Regions from separate parts of the Zea mays genome. Here region 1 is linked to region 2. Evidence: chromatin contacts called from public Hi-C data. All regions are on one chromosome and are shown on one strand. The core of a region is the stretch at or near the end of the contact, and the rest is flanking DNA. Distances in the headings are between cores, read along the strand shown. Region 1 holds the start of LOC103641468 (disease resistance protein RGA5). Region 2 holds the start of LOC103641465.

Evidence for each region. A called contact is a pair of places that touch in the nucleus more often than the background predicts.
Region 1: a Hi-C map of leaf shows a contact between it and region 2, with 2.1 times the contacts expected there. The contact joins the promoter of LOC103641468 here to the promoter of LOC103641465 in region 2. A contact is called at or near these places in 4 of 25 Hi-C or Micro-C datasets (ear, leaf and tassel).

What each region holds. Positions count from the first base shown.
Region 1 is chr10:99,369,722-99,376,586 of Zm-B73-REFERENCE-NAM-5.0, forward strand. LOC103641468 (disease resistance protein RGA5) reads left to right here and starts at 3,735. Exons shown (of 7, transcript XM_035963437.1): 1 at 3,735-4,531; 2 at 6,099-6,260; 3 at 6,380-6,865. The coding sequence starts at 6,506.
Region 2 is chr10:99,227,139-99,234,058 of Zm-B73-REFERENCE-NAM-5.0, forward strand. LOC103641465 reads left to right here and starts at 3,711. Exons shown (of 8, transcript XR_004853210.1): 1 at 3,711-5,246; 2 at 5,332-5,508; 3 at 5,639-5,685; 4 at 6,087-6,157; 5 at 6,534-6,593; 6 at 6,677-6,920.

The DNA of each region.
Region 1 (6,865 bases), core at 2,485-4,984, 140 kb after region 2:
GGGGTCTTCTTCTCCACCGAAGGTCCTCTAAGCAAAAACACCTTCGGCAGAATGACATGCAAACAGGCGTGACATGAAGATGTATGCTGAAGCTACAATCGGAAGAGCTTCGGCATGATGATACGCTTGAGACGAAGGTTGGCACCGACTTAAAAAGGAAAAGACTGCATGACCCTAGATAGTTTGTATCATAATTATGATTAGTTGCTAAGGGCATAGATGTAATTTTGTCCAGGCTGCGTCCCTCGCCTATAAATAGATGAACAGTACCCCTACACTGTTCACGCTGACTTGTAATCACTCGCACGTCACTCTTGGATTCTTACCTTCTGTCAAGCCAAAGGTACAAATGTAATTCAATATCATCAATGTCTGTTTATGATCATATAATGAAAATATAAATGGTCTAGTGATTTGATATTATCATTCATGTCCTTTGTAAGTCCTATATGTTCCTGTTTTCTATTATTACATATTGAGATGATGAAGGTTTGTCCTTCATAACCTTCATCCGAAGATCATTATATCCTAAGGGAGGTAATGCTTCGAAGGACGAAGGTCTTTAACCATTAACATTTGTGTTGCCTTGTTCTTAACTTATAACATTTGAGAACAAGTGACCAACAACGAGTTTATGTCTCAGGCCGTCGAAGAGGTAGAGGTCGCTTATTACAAGCAGAAGTGTGATGAGGGTGAGGCTGAGGATCAGCTATTCTCCCAAGCTGCAGATGAAGCAGAAGCCAATTATTACAAGAGAACTGCTGAAAAGTGTGATGCAGGACAATGCAGCAAGTGGAACGAGGTTGTCATTGAGGATTGCGCGACGGATGACTCTGAAGATGAGTTACTTATAGATTGTGATTCTGATTGAACAAACTAGTAGCCTGCTATGTAGTACTTTTATATCCAAAAATTTTTAGAACCCTAATGTTTCAAATCCGTATTGTTTCTATTGCATTGTCATGTTTTTTCCAATTCACAATAAAATTCACAAGAGTTTCCCTTGTTTTATTAACAACCACAGTTGAAATAATCACATATTATAAGACATCACCACATTTCAGTATATAATACATCACAAAATAACACAGAATATGACAAAATCCACATAACATAGTTCTTGATACAATGACCACATAACATAGTCCATAATACATAGTTCACATCACAAAGTTGTCATCATAAGATCCACATCACAATTTTTTCAGCATAAGATCCACATCACAAAGTTTATAGCATAAAATCCACATCACATAGTATTCATTTCCTCCTAGTCTTACCGTTGCCCTTGGCCCCAAGAGCGTCGGTGCCTGGAGTGTAAGGGTCACGTAGACGTCGTCTACGTGGTGTGAGCTGTGACGATTGAGTTGTGGGAGCGTCCTGCAGCTGTGATGGTCCAATCTCGTATTGACCTACGGCGCCAGCGTCGTCGTCGTCCACGTCTGCAAACGTACCCCGCGCCGATCGCGAGGAGCTCTGTCCAGCTGTAGATGGTCCAACTGCAGAAACGGGACAGTGAACATCCGGCTGCATAGGAGGCACATGCAGCTGCATGTCAACGCTCTCTAGGGACCGACATCCACAACGAGCCGCTGCACGACGAAGGCGACATGATACCCTCTGTAATCGAAAGATGAGTTACACACATATGTTAGAACATATAGATAAACAAATTCCTTCTGTGTATGACCGGTAGGCAGGTCCTTGAAAAGTAAGCCTACCTTAATCTCAATGATGTCGGCGTTATCAGGAGCCTCTAGTAGTTCATCATCACGTCCTTCTGCGTATGCACCAGTGGAATGACTTAGACTACTAAATTCATGTACTGCAGGGTCACGTTCAGGACACAAACGTCTTATGAGTTCAATCTCTTGCTCGATCATTTCTTGAATTGGGCGGTCATCATCAGAATCTAAGGCTCGTGCAGCCTCATATGGCTCCTCCTCATCCTCAATCTGAACATCAACACTATTTGATGCCCTGCATATGTGGTCCATATTGTATGATAGGGGCTCATGAAGATAAGCACCATTATCTAGTTGTGAAGATCCTGCATCGTGTCGAATGAGGAAATACTACATTAAAAAGTCTAATCAAACGAAATAACGATGGAGACGAACAACGTGTTGAAGACACTTACTAGGATGATCCTGGATTGGATCCTGGGTCAATGGGCTCTCCTGGGGGGTACCACCAGATTAGAAGCCCCACAAACGCCGCGAACAGGACGAGAAATCTCAAACTTGTTCGTGCCCGATTGAGCATCGGGCACAACAACCACTTCTTCTGGAAGCTCAGGCAAAGGAGCTTCAATATGAGATGCATTTGACATTTATGGAGACAACCCGACTGGAGCATCGCAATGACTAAACGATATCTTTCGAACACCTACATCCAAACATGGTGGGACAATCGTCTTCACAATTCTGACATATTTCACCCAGTCATCTTCTGGGCCAATGGAGATCAACCGTTGGACAACTGTATCAGATGTAACATGGGACAACAAACCCTGAATTGATATTCTAGGGTCATTTAAATTGCAACTAATCTCCTCACAAGCTCAAGCGAAAATCTGGTCAAAAGAGGGTCTTTCATCGAACATCACAATCACCTTCTTCATACCATAAAAACTAACATTCCCATAAACATCTTCCTCCACGCTTCCTCCACGGTATAGTGTCACTAGGGTGTCCATCTATTGCAAACACGGATTACTAACTCAGTAATGCCTAGGTACTTACTACTAACTAAATACTTATGCCTAAATACTTACTAAGTAATAAATAAGTAATAGCTACTTACTAACTAATAATTATATAAATGACCACAACAAACAAAAATACATAATCTATGAATAATGTACGAAAACAAGGTATACCTGAGATCGTGGATGAGTCAACCTCATGGTGGCGAAGGTCGAGTCCCACGCCTATGTACCAAAACAAATTAGTATTGCCAGTAAAAAATCCGGCAGCACCTCCCCTATACGGTGAGGTTTCTATAACCTGCAAAGAAACAACAACACGATGGCTGACATACTCATTCCATGTAAATATACTGAATAGTTAGCTAATTATATACACTAACAACTAAATATCTACCTAACTATACACTACAAAACATGTGATAAATAAGTAGTATATTAATACTAAACTACTAATTAGTTATAAAAATACTAAGACAATAAAATACCTCACGACGCTCGGCGGAAGGCGGACGGCGCTCGGCGGACGGCACTCGGCACTCGGCACTCGGCTCACAGGCGGGAGGCGGGCGACGCGGAGGGAGGGCTGCGCGCGGCGGGTGGCACGCGGCGAGGGCGCGACACCGGGTGGCTCGGGGATGGAGCCGGCGTGGCGAGGCAACAACGAGTAGCTGCGTCGGTGGGGAGCTGCGACGGTAAGATAGAAGAGAGAATGGAGAAGAATAGCACTCAGACGCTATATCCTAGCTCGGCGCCAAGATCTATGGCGCTGCTAGGAAGCCACGTAAGCAAACACGACATCCATCAACGTCACCACCACGTCAGCACTCGGCGCCATAAGCTATAGCGCCGAGCTGTGTTAACTCAGCGTTTTAGACTAAGACGCCGAGATTCGGGTCTAAATATTGAAATAAAATATCTAGGGGTCTAAATGCATATTTTTTTCATAAAAAGTCAAAAATCAAAAACTCGGGTCTAAAACCGTTTCCCGCTTCCTTATCACGAAGCCGCAGCCCGGCGCCACGACGCTTCGAGACGAGTTTCGAGACCCCTCTCCACACTTCTCGAGTCAATCACCACGCTAGTCGTCGCCTTTCTCCCACCGCTCGGCAATTCCCCGCCAGTGCCCTCTCGAATCAATCACCACGCTCCCCTGCGACGACGTCCTCTTTGAGCACATCCTCTGCCACCTCTCCTCCCCATCCAATACCTCACGCATCGTCACCCTCGACGACCTCAAGACCGGCACCCTACCCTGCTGCTGCGTTCCTGCCATCGGCGACTCGCTCCCGCTTCTCCACGACATCTCCGTCGACAAGGGCGAGCGCGCCACCCTTCTCGCTGGAGCCAGCCACCAACGTCGCCATCCCAGTTGAGTACCTACCCTGTATTGACGCGCAGATTGTCGCCCCCGTGGCAGGGAAAAGGGTCGCCGCTGATCTAGACTAATCAAGTCAGGCGGACGTCTCCTGCCTCCCCACTGCACTAATCAAGTCATAGCAGGTTAGCAGCCCCAAAAATTCCCAGAGACATCGATATTCTCTTAGTTGAAGGTGCAGGGGGTATAAAGCCGACGAGAAGAATACCAAAAAGGGCAGAAGATCTCAGGTTTCGCGAAGCAATACTGAAGGCCGATTTCTAGCTTCTTTTTGCAATATGCTTTATTGGGATTGGATCTGGAATCATTGTTGTTAATAATCTAGCACAAATATGAATTGTTGGAGTTGTTGCCGATAGAACCACTGAGGCACTGACTCTCTATCTACAGTTTCTGCAATTTTTTGGGTGGCTAGGAGGGGGTGTTGCTTCTTAGTATCTTGTCAGGTAACAAAATGTCCTATATTTATCCATCTATTTACTCTTTGAAATAATTGCTTTTGAATGATGGACCATTCTTGGCTTTAAGAAATAGACCTTCCCTCTAGCCGTATTGCTTTTGAATAATGTCCTATCAATTTCACATTGTTTTTGGCCTAGCCGTATATGTCTGCGGTCTCGAAGTGGAAAAGCAACATGCACACAGCCAGCCATATTGACATTGCATCATCTTAAGAAACAGACCTTCCCTCTAGCAAAATTTGACCACTAAATCACTGAAATTTGCCCCCTAGGTCAAGCAATCAAGCCTCGCAGTGATTTAGACGCACTTCAGTTTGTTATTCGCCTTTTCACCACATCAAAGTAGCCTACCGGCCTAAGAAAAAATGGAACAAGGCTTCAACTTGAATCCTCTTCTCTAGGAAGTTCAAAATTAATACAGTCCTATCTTCTATTATGAAAGTGCAAGCATTCAACTCTTGCCAAGTCCAGTGAAAAGTTGAACTATTTTAAAGTCACCTGCATTGCAGATCCTAAGTACTAGCCGTGGTCCTTCCTCTTGGGTTGCATTTCTTCCGGTCGCTTTACTTGGAATGGCTGCGCAGTATTGTGAGAAATAAGGATACAACATTCATGCATGCCCAAGTCTATACCAATCATATTCAGAACTGAGCTAAAGCAGACCAGAAAACAGTCAATGGAGTAAAATGTGATGTTCCCATGCCATTTGTCGTTGCAAGAACTGAAAACTGAAAGGTGCATGCCGCCTTGAAAGAACAACACTTCTCTGAACCATCAACATATGCTTCTTCCTCTGTACTGCTGTGAATGTGATGTGGCTAGATAAAATTATGGCTGCTTGACTTCCATATCAAATTGTGGCAATATTTCCTGTACACTAGCATTTGTTTCCGCTGACCTAATACTAAGATTCAAGAGTTATAGGTGACCTGCTGCTAAGTGTTTTCTTTTCCCTTTCTTTGGAAAATTGAGGCTTTGGAAAATTAATGCTAAGTGTGACTAGATTCTATGCCACAAAGGAGTAATAAATTGCATGCGCTCAGTTGCTGCTAAGTGTTTTATTTTCCCTTGCTTTGGAAAATTGAGGCATTTTCGGACTGATATTTTGTAGACTGATAATTTCCATACACTTATGCTATTACTGTTCTAATTTGGAAAATTATCAAACTGATAATTTTACAGAAATTGCTGACTCGGAATTTAGGCACTATACTAATAATTTGTAGACTAATAATTTTAAAGAGCAGTAATAAATTGCATACACTTATGATGCTATATTGGTAAACTGAATTGTTCTACTACATATAATTGTCTATTCAATTTTTTTATCACTTCTATTTATATGTATTAGCATATACTCATGTTTTATAGGTAAAACAACACTCTTTTAACTGTTTAAACTTATCGGTCAAAGACTCGCCCGAGGCTCGAGCAAATTACTAGTTGAATAGAGCCGTTGAATAGAGGCTAGAATGCTTGGCATTGGACACGATGACGCCTAGTATCAATAAATTATTAATGAGTGCTGTTGCTCCATCGCTTTTTGCTACAGCGACCCGGCAGGAAAAGAAAAATAAATGAAATGAAATGCAGGTCCGTCCTGGTTTTCCAGTTCATATCCTCGTCTCTCTCTGGCCGTCTCCTCACCTCACGGATCAACAGGCGGACATAGCAGCCGTCCTCGTTCTGCCTCAGGTCCTTGTCTTTCAAACTTGTGAGTTCATGCGTTTTGATTTGGAAAATACTGAAGCTGAATTTATGCATGTACCCAATTATATTTTCTTTTCCGCTTGCATGGTTAAATCAGCTCTTGACTTGACACTGCTGTTTCAGGTTGATTCCTTGTTACATCTCCCATCTGCATGCAGTTCCGCAATGTCATAGGATGCCTACATCAACACCAAGCAAGCAAGCAGCTAGCTAGCGTGGTTAGTTATATCTTCAAATCAGTCTACAGGGATGGATCTAGTGACAGGTCCGCTAGCCATTCTCCCGTCCAAGCTGCAGGAGCTACTCCAAATCCAAGATGAGTATAGGCTCCAGAAGGAAGTGAGGGGCAGAGTGGAGATGATCTGCCGGGAGCTGCAAAGTATGCACGCTGCCCTCCGTAAGGTGGCTGATGTGCCGCGGGATCAGATCGACCTCCAGACCAAGGTGTGGAGACGCGATGTCAGAGAGGCATCCTATGACATTGAGGATGCCATCGACACCTTTCTCATGCGCATCAGAGACCGCGCGCCAAGTGACCCAAACAGGTTTCGACTTGCCATGAAGAAGATGACCAAGCTGTCAAGAAAGGTTAAGGCTATCCATGAAATT
Region 2 (6,920 bases), core at 2,461-4,960:
CTTTCACGTTTAGCGGCCTCTTCAGCTTCTCTTGCCAGTTCTAAGACAATATGAGACTCTTCTTCATTTCTCCTGACGCCTTCATCTACTATCTCTTGGCCGCCATTCATCCACACTTCGGAATAAAATTATGTCAGTTGCTGAAACTGAGAAGTCTGGCTGAATTACAGCCTTGGCATGTTCACAGCTAGCTCCGCATGTTCATAGCCAGCTCCGCATCTAGTAGTGATACAACCCCTGAGCCCCTACACATGCACAAAAATCTCCCCTGCCAGTTAGGACTTCATCAAATGCTTCGACTTCGCCCTCAATCCACTTGATTACACACTCGGGATCACCACGAATGAAATTTTGCTCAGCCGAGAATGCACCAACACTAACAAAAGCATTTTTCAACTTGTTTGACCATTGTATAGCAACGTTATAACACACCTCCTTCGCCTGACGAAGCTCCTCAACATTCTTCTGAACCGTCAACCGTTCAGTGTCGGATATCTCAAGTTTTGATTGTTCAACGTGGAAGTTTTCAGTAACTTCATCAAGCTTCTTCTCTAGTCCTGTTACTTCAGATCTATGTAATCCCACTTGAATGGATAAAGCATATTCTAGATCAGCTATGTGTTTTTCATCTGCTTCTTTTTCTTTCTCAAATTTTAGAATCTTTTCGTCCACTTCGGAAAGTTTGGCCAATTTAGCTTCGCTTGTTTTTAATGTTTCGGCCAAAGAAAGCAGGATTTTATCTTTTTCAAGTGCCTCATTCCGAAGAGTTATAATTTCCGAGCGTAAATTCCTGAAGGCTATCTTTGTGGTCTCGTCTTCGCAATCCTTTTGGGCTTTTAAAGCTTTGCTTAAAATTAGAAACTAATAATAAGAGATATGTCTATTAAAACAAGCAAAAAATATACTTGAAATGATACATTGAGAGGAATAGTAAACACAAACCTTCAGACTATTGTATGCTAAGTTGTATGCTAGATGATCCTTCGACATTAAGGATAGCCCAAGCTCAAGCTTCGGATAACCCATCTTGTCCATCATCTCTTGGTAGACATCGATCTCCTTGCTGTCAGGAAAACAATATAGAAAGTCATTTTATTCATCTCCTTCGTACGCCAAGGATCCTCGAGGATATTTCAGTTCCTTGGTGTAATGTCGGGCCTCAGCAATTTGCCTCTATGTCAGCTGCTTTCCCAAAGCATGACGGATAATAAAATCAAGATCTTCGGCCGACACCGCTTCGGGTATCAGCAGTGTTAATTTCTCTGGCAAAATTTCCTTTACTTCCTCTATTGGCCTAGTTTTCGAAGGTTCGGCCTCAACACAGGCAGGAGAAGCGCTTGCAGCGATAGCTTCTCCTAATTCTTCAATCTGTCTTCAGAAACCTACGTAGGAGCAGGAGTAGCCACCTTCGAAGGTTTCAGAACAGCGTCTAGAACGCTGGCCATTCTCCTCCCTTTCCTAGGAGTCGCCACTAGAATATTTGTTGTCCTTGGCAACTCTGGCAGTACTGGAGAAATTTGCAGCTTTGGCTGTTGGTCACTTTTCAAAACTTTCTGTAACTTCTCCAGTTGAGCGGTGGTAGCTCTAGACATCGCAGAGGATATTACCTCCAAAGCTGGGAGGGTAGCTTCGGTAGGTTCAGCACCCTCTACCTTTGGACCTTCTACAACAGACAGTGCAACAGCTCTTTCCAAAACAAAAGACTTTGGCCGATGAGTTACAAACTTCATTCTTTTGGGTTTTGGTGTAATAGAAGGGGCAGTTGATGCAATCCTTCTGTTCGCCCCTTGCTTCCGAGTCGGAAAGCAGTAATCGGGGTACACAAAACCAATAACGTCAAAAACTCTATTCAACCTTTTCTTTCCATGGGCACCGAAGGTAGTATTCATGGCTTCGTCTTCAGCCTTCGTATATGCCCCCAACAAATCATCAACGGTCGCCTCAGTAGCATTGAGCCATTCGTCATCTGGCTCCTCAAACTGACTTCTGTAGTGGTATGTATATTTCAAATAAACTAGGCCACCCTCGCTTGAGCTATCAATGGTCTCCTTTGGTATTTCCCATTCGTTAATAAGGGGCCATACTTGTAGGATTATGGGGAGGCTACACTAGCGAAAAACAAAATTTTCGACCCCATAAAACCAAGAACTACTGCGGTTATAGGTCATGGAATTACCACTAGACGCGCAGGGCAGCGGAAGACGTCTCGATGTAGACGAACGCGTCGAGCAGTGCCGTGCAGTCGCCGGTGTCCTTCACGTCCTCGTGTGGTTCGCCCTAGTGCTCCAAATGCAGCACCTCCGAGGTATCCACACGTACAGGGAGGAAGCGCCGTGTACCGAACTGCTAGATTCGCGACGGCGGCTTCGCGAGGGCGAGAGGCGAGCGACTGCTCATTTGCTGGTGGCGAATTAGGGTTAGCCTAACCGTGCCCCTGGCCCTCATTATATAGGCGTTATGGTGGGCTTCTGACTCCGAGGCCCATCAGTAACCCTAAAGCCCAGTCTAAGTTCGGATCTAATCTGAGTTAGGCTTCCTTCCCCTTAAGTGTGTGACCCTATAGGTTCACTTACAAATAGACATGGCCCGAGTACTCTTACTTGGCCCAATAATTGACAGCGACCTCTAGCAAAACATGTCAACTCCTATGTGCACGTAAAGATCATATCTGATGAATCATTGCAACATTACGTATATGTTGTTCCCTTTGTCCTACGATATTTGGTCTGGCTCTAAGCTGACCACTCTTTCTCGATACTGTGAATTAGAATCCTTTCAATGGTTAACTCTTAACCCTAGCACGACTATGCATTTCTTGATCCAATCACTCGAGGGGCCCAGAGATATCTCTCTCAAGAAGAGAGGGACAGATTGTGATATCCTGGCCCCTGAGATGGTGATATCTTGGCCCAAGGCTTAATAGAATTAATAGATTATCCATACCAACAAGGTGCATCTTCTTTTTCAGAAGCCTGTCTCGAAAGAACCTCCAAGTTAAGCGTGCTTGGCTTGGAGCAATTTAGGATGGGTGATCGACCGGGAAGTTTTCTCGGGTGCACACGAGTGAGGACAAAGTGTGCACAAAAGACTCGTGTTGGTCTGTGGGGACAATATATGATTCTAGAGAACTGCCAGGAGTAAGTACCGCCGGTCCAGGGATTGAACGGGGTGTTACAAGTGGTATCAGAGCCAACCCTCGAGGTTTCACGGGCGTGTGTGGGCTAGGGGGTTTGGGTATATGGCGCATGGCGCATGTGGGCCCGGAGTGGTCACATGGCATGGTAGGGGGTTCGGGTATATGGCGCATGGCGCATGTGGGCCCAGAGTGGTCACATGCACTACACCAAAAACATACACTTCCTACGGTTTTTTAACTTCCTACAACTTTTATAACAAACCGTAGGAAATAAATAACTTCCGAGAGGCAACTGGTAGCTCTAGGAAATAAACATAACTTTCTACGGTATTTTATAAAAGCTGTAGGAAGTTAGCTTTTACATGCTGACCATGTGTGCGGTCAAGCGAGCCGCTAACTTCCTACGGCCGCCTCTAGAAACAAATCTATTTAAAAAGTACTAATGTTTATATATGGTAGGAAATTGTTAATTTTTCCTTATTCTAAAAAATGTAGAAAAACATCCATCACCATTATCTCTTGATGAGTTAAAGTTGACAATTACTTGCGTCACTTATGCTTTGGCTCCTGCGACGCTGCGGCTATGGGCCGCTATTGCGCTCAAAAGAGTAAAAAACCGACAGCGACAGGGCAAGGAGCCAGGGCCGCTCCGCTCCGCTCCGCTCGTGCTCTGCTCCTGCTCTCTCTCTCTCTCGGCGTCGATTGGGCGACCGCCGCCGCCTCCCCCAGGTCTTCGCTGGGCCCGTCGCCGGCGCCGAGCACCCACCAGGTACGTCCATCCATTCTCATCCCCACTCCCTAGGTGCTGTACGAAACCGAGCACCCAAACCCTAACTTAATCTATTTGGCTATTTGTATTCGGATCTGATTCCAATCAAAGCGCTAAGAATGGTCGCTGGCTTATGTGAAATTCTCTGTGGCTACGAACTCCCCCTGTGTCCAGCCTAGCATGCCCCTGAGGCGTACACCTGCCGCCATCTCCTTCCCCTGTCGTCGTATAGATGAGCAACTGAATTAGCAAACCTAGGTAACGTGTGATATTGCCTAAGCTGCATCTCCACACAAAGTTACTAATTGTTTTGCCTTTGTAATGGCATGATTCAGTTTAAGATATTGTGATTGTAGTACTTTTGGGCAGGGGATAAAACAATTTTTGTTATGGCTGATCTGTTAGCCCTAAGGAATTTGTTACTGCTTTTTAGGAATTATATATACTAGTTATAGATGAGCAAATGAATTAGCACACCTGGATAATGTATGCTTCTATTGCCTAAGCTGCATCTCCATACAAAGTTAGTAATTAGCAGACCCCTATTTAATATGTTTGGTTCGAATCTTACACTGGTCTTGCATTGTCTTATGCATGGCACATGGCAGTATGATCAGTGACTCAGTTTTACTTTGAAATTAAGCTACTTGCAGGTACATGGTAGTTGCTTTTTGCTGGGTGAGTGATATGCGTGGCACATGGCTTTATGTATTGTTTCTTTTCAATCAGTGAGTGATATTTCTTGAATTCTCTTAAAACTTCATTAGGATCTTTGAGGTTTGATGCAACAGCTGAAGTTTAGTTTTCTATTTATACCACTGGAACTTCGTCCCGTTCAGTTCCTGATAAGCTAAGTGCTTGTCCCTGAAATAGAATTTGTAATCAACAAACCAGTCACATGTTTGTTGCATTCTTCAGGATGAAACTGAGCCCGCTATGTATTCTTTTTCACTGTTTATAATTGTTGTTTCCTAATATACTACTGTGAATGCTTGTTCTTTGTTTATTTTCGTATATTGTTAATTCCTAATATACATAATTTCCCCAAATAACATGATAATAAATATCGGAAAAGTGGAGAACTGAACGACAATGTTTAGCGCAATGGTGAACAGTGCTTTATAGTTGGCATTAATCTTAGTTCCTACATGTTGTTAATATGTAGTCTATATACTTTGATTATTTTTTATTGATTACAAAATATTGGGAGGACCATAATAATTTTGAAAAAAATGCTTGGATTGTTTCTGAGGATTTGGGCTTGGAAAGGCGTAAGAAATCTGAAAGTTTCTTGTGTTGGGAGAGGACTAATGGGTTACATTAGGGATAAGGTTAATCAGGGTGAGCAAATGAATTGTGCACCTTTTGTTGTTGTAACTTGTCAGTCCATTTGATTTTTAATAAGTGGTCATGATTGTTGTTGTAGGGCAAGTTTTACTTGATAATGTGGACATCAAGACGTTGCAATTAAAGCGACTTAGAGACCAGATCGGATTGGTGAATCAGGAACCTACTCTTTTTGCAACTACAATTCTTGAGAATATTCTTTTTGGCAAACCTGAGGCGACAAAGGCAGAGGTTGGGTCTACGACTACTTCCGCAGGTTCATTGCTCTTCTTCCTAGTGGCCACAACACTCATGCGGGTTCTACTTCTCTTTATATTCTAATTTCTAATGCCATTTGCACTTCATTTCTGTTTTGATTTCAGAATCCTTCATTTCTTGTTTTGTAGTTTTCTCCTAAACACATTTGCTCTGATGTTGTTTGTCACCATAACTGGTATGCTACTCACATCCATCTCAATCAATCCAACCATATAAATCTGCATTATACTCCCCATAAACAGACTTGTGGACGTTTTCCATTAGGCCTTCCAATGTCTTCATAATCCCCTAAATAGACTTGTGAACAATGGACAAGCATGTCTAAATTTTCATGTCTGAACCTATGTGCTGCTTGTTCTGTTCATACTACTAGGCCTATGAGTATTAATTTTTATTTGATTGGATTAGATCAAGACTCTCACTCCCCTGTTCAGATTAATACTAAATTTTATTTGATTTGATTAGATCGGATTGGTTGGGTGTGCATTTGTTGCAGCTCGAGCTGTGTGTGTAATTGATGCAGCTGGTTCGCTTAATTTACTAATGACCTCGCTCGTTACACTTGATGCTCTGCAGTAGATTAAAGGAGCCCTAGCTTTCGGAGGACAACCCAGATGCCTTCAAAGTTCAAAATGACGGTGATGAAGGTGGACAAGAAACAAAATTTTGGATGGTTCAAAATTTTGCTATAGGTCCTAGCAACGCTTATGTGTTGCTATAGGGGGGTTATTTTGTAGTGAACTCCCAGGCCATATGCTAGCTTACTTTGAGGAGTGCCCACTATTTGTGCATGCTACAGGCGCTATCATTACATTTCCATGACCTGTAAAGTGGTGACATCTTTAAATACAGAATGGCCACATTAGCGAACCAGAGGTTTCACACGAGTATTCCCTTGTGATGAGAAAGTCCCATGTCAATAATGTGACTTCTTTTGTTGATTATCTTGCTACTTTTTAAAACATGTGCACTGTTTTGCTTATTATCAAAATCCTGCTGAGAATGCTACGTCGAATACTGTAGGCGCTGAACCGCGCTGGTGGCAAGGCTGGAAACAAGGGTGCTGAAGCTGCTCTTACTTCCGTAAGTTACCCTTCCAGTCGGAAATCCTGATTTCAAACAAACATAGATGCATTAGCATGTGAGAAGCCCAAGTTCCCCTGCAGATTGAGATGGCCTCTCTGTTCCGGCATCACTTAGGCTGACACTTTGCATATTCTGGTTTCTATACACGAGGCAAGACATCATTTCTTCCTATCAAGAGTTTCGGCTAATAGAGCTTTTCTGCCGTGGCTAGTATAATTTATTTTCAATTCTGTTGGTTCGGTGCTGATTTGTTGCTTTCTTTCTATGAGATTTGAAAAGCTCACAAGACATGTTTCTAAACCTGGCACAATGAATAATTGTCAC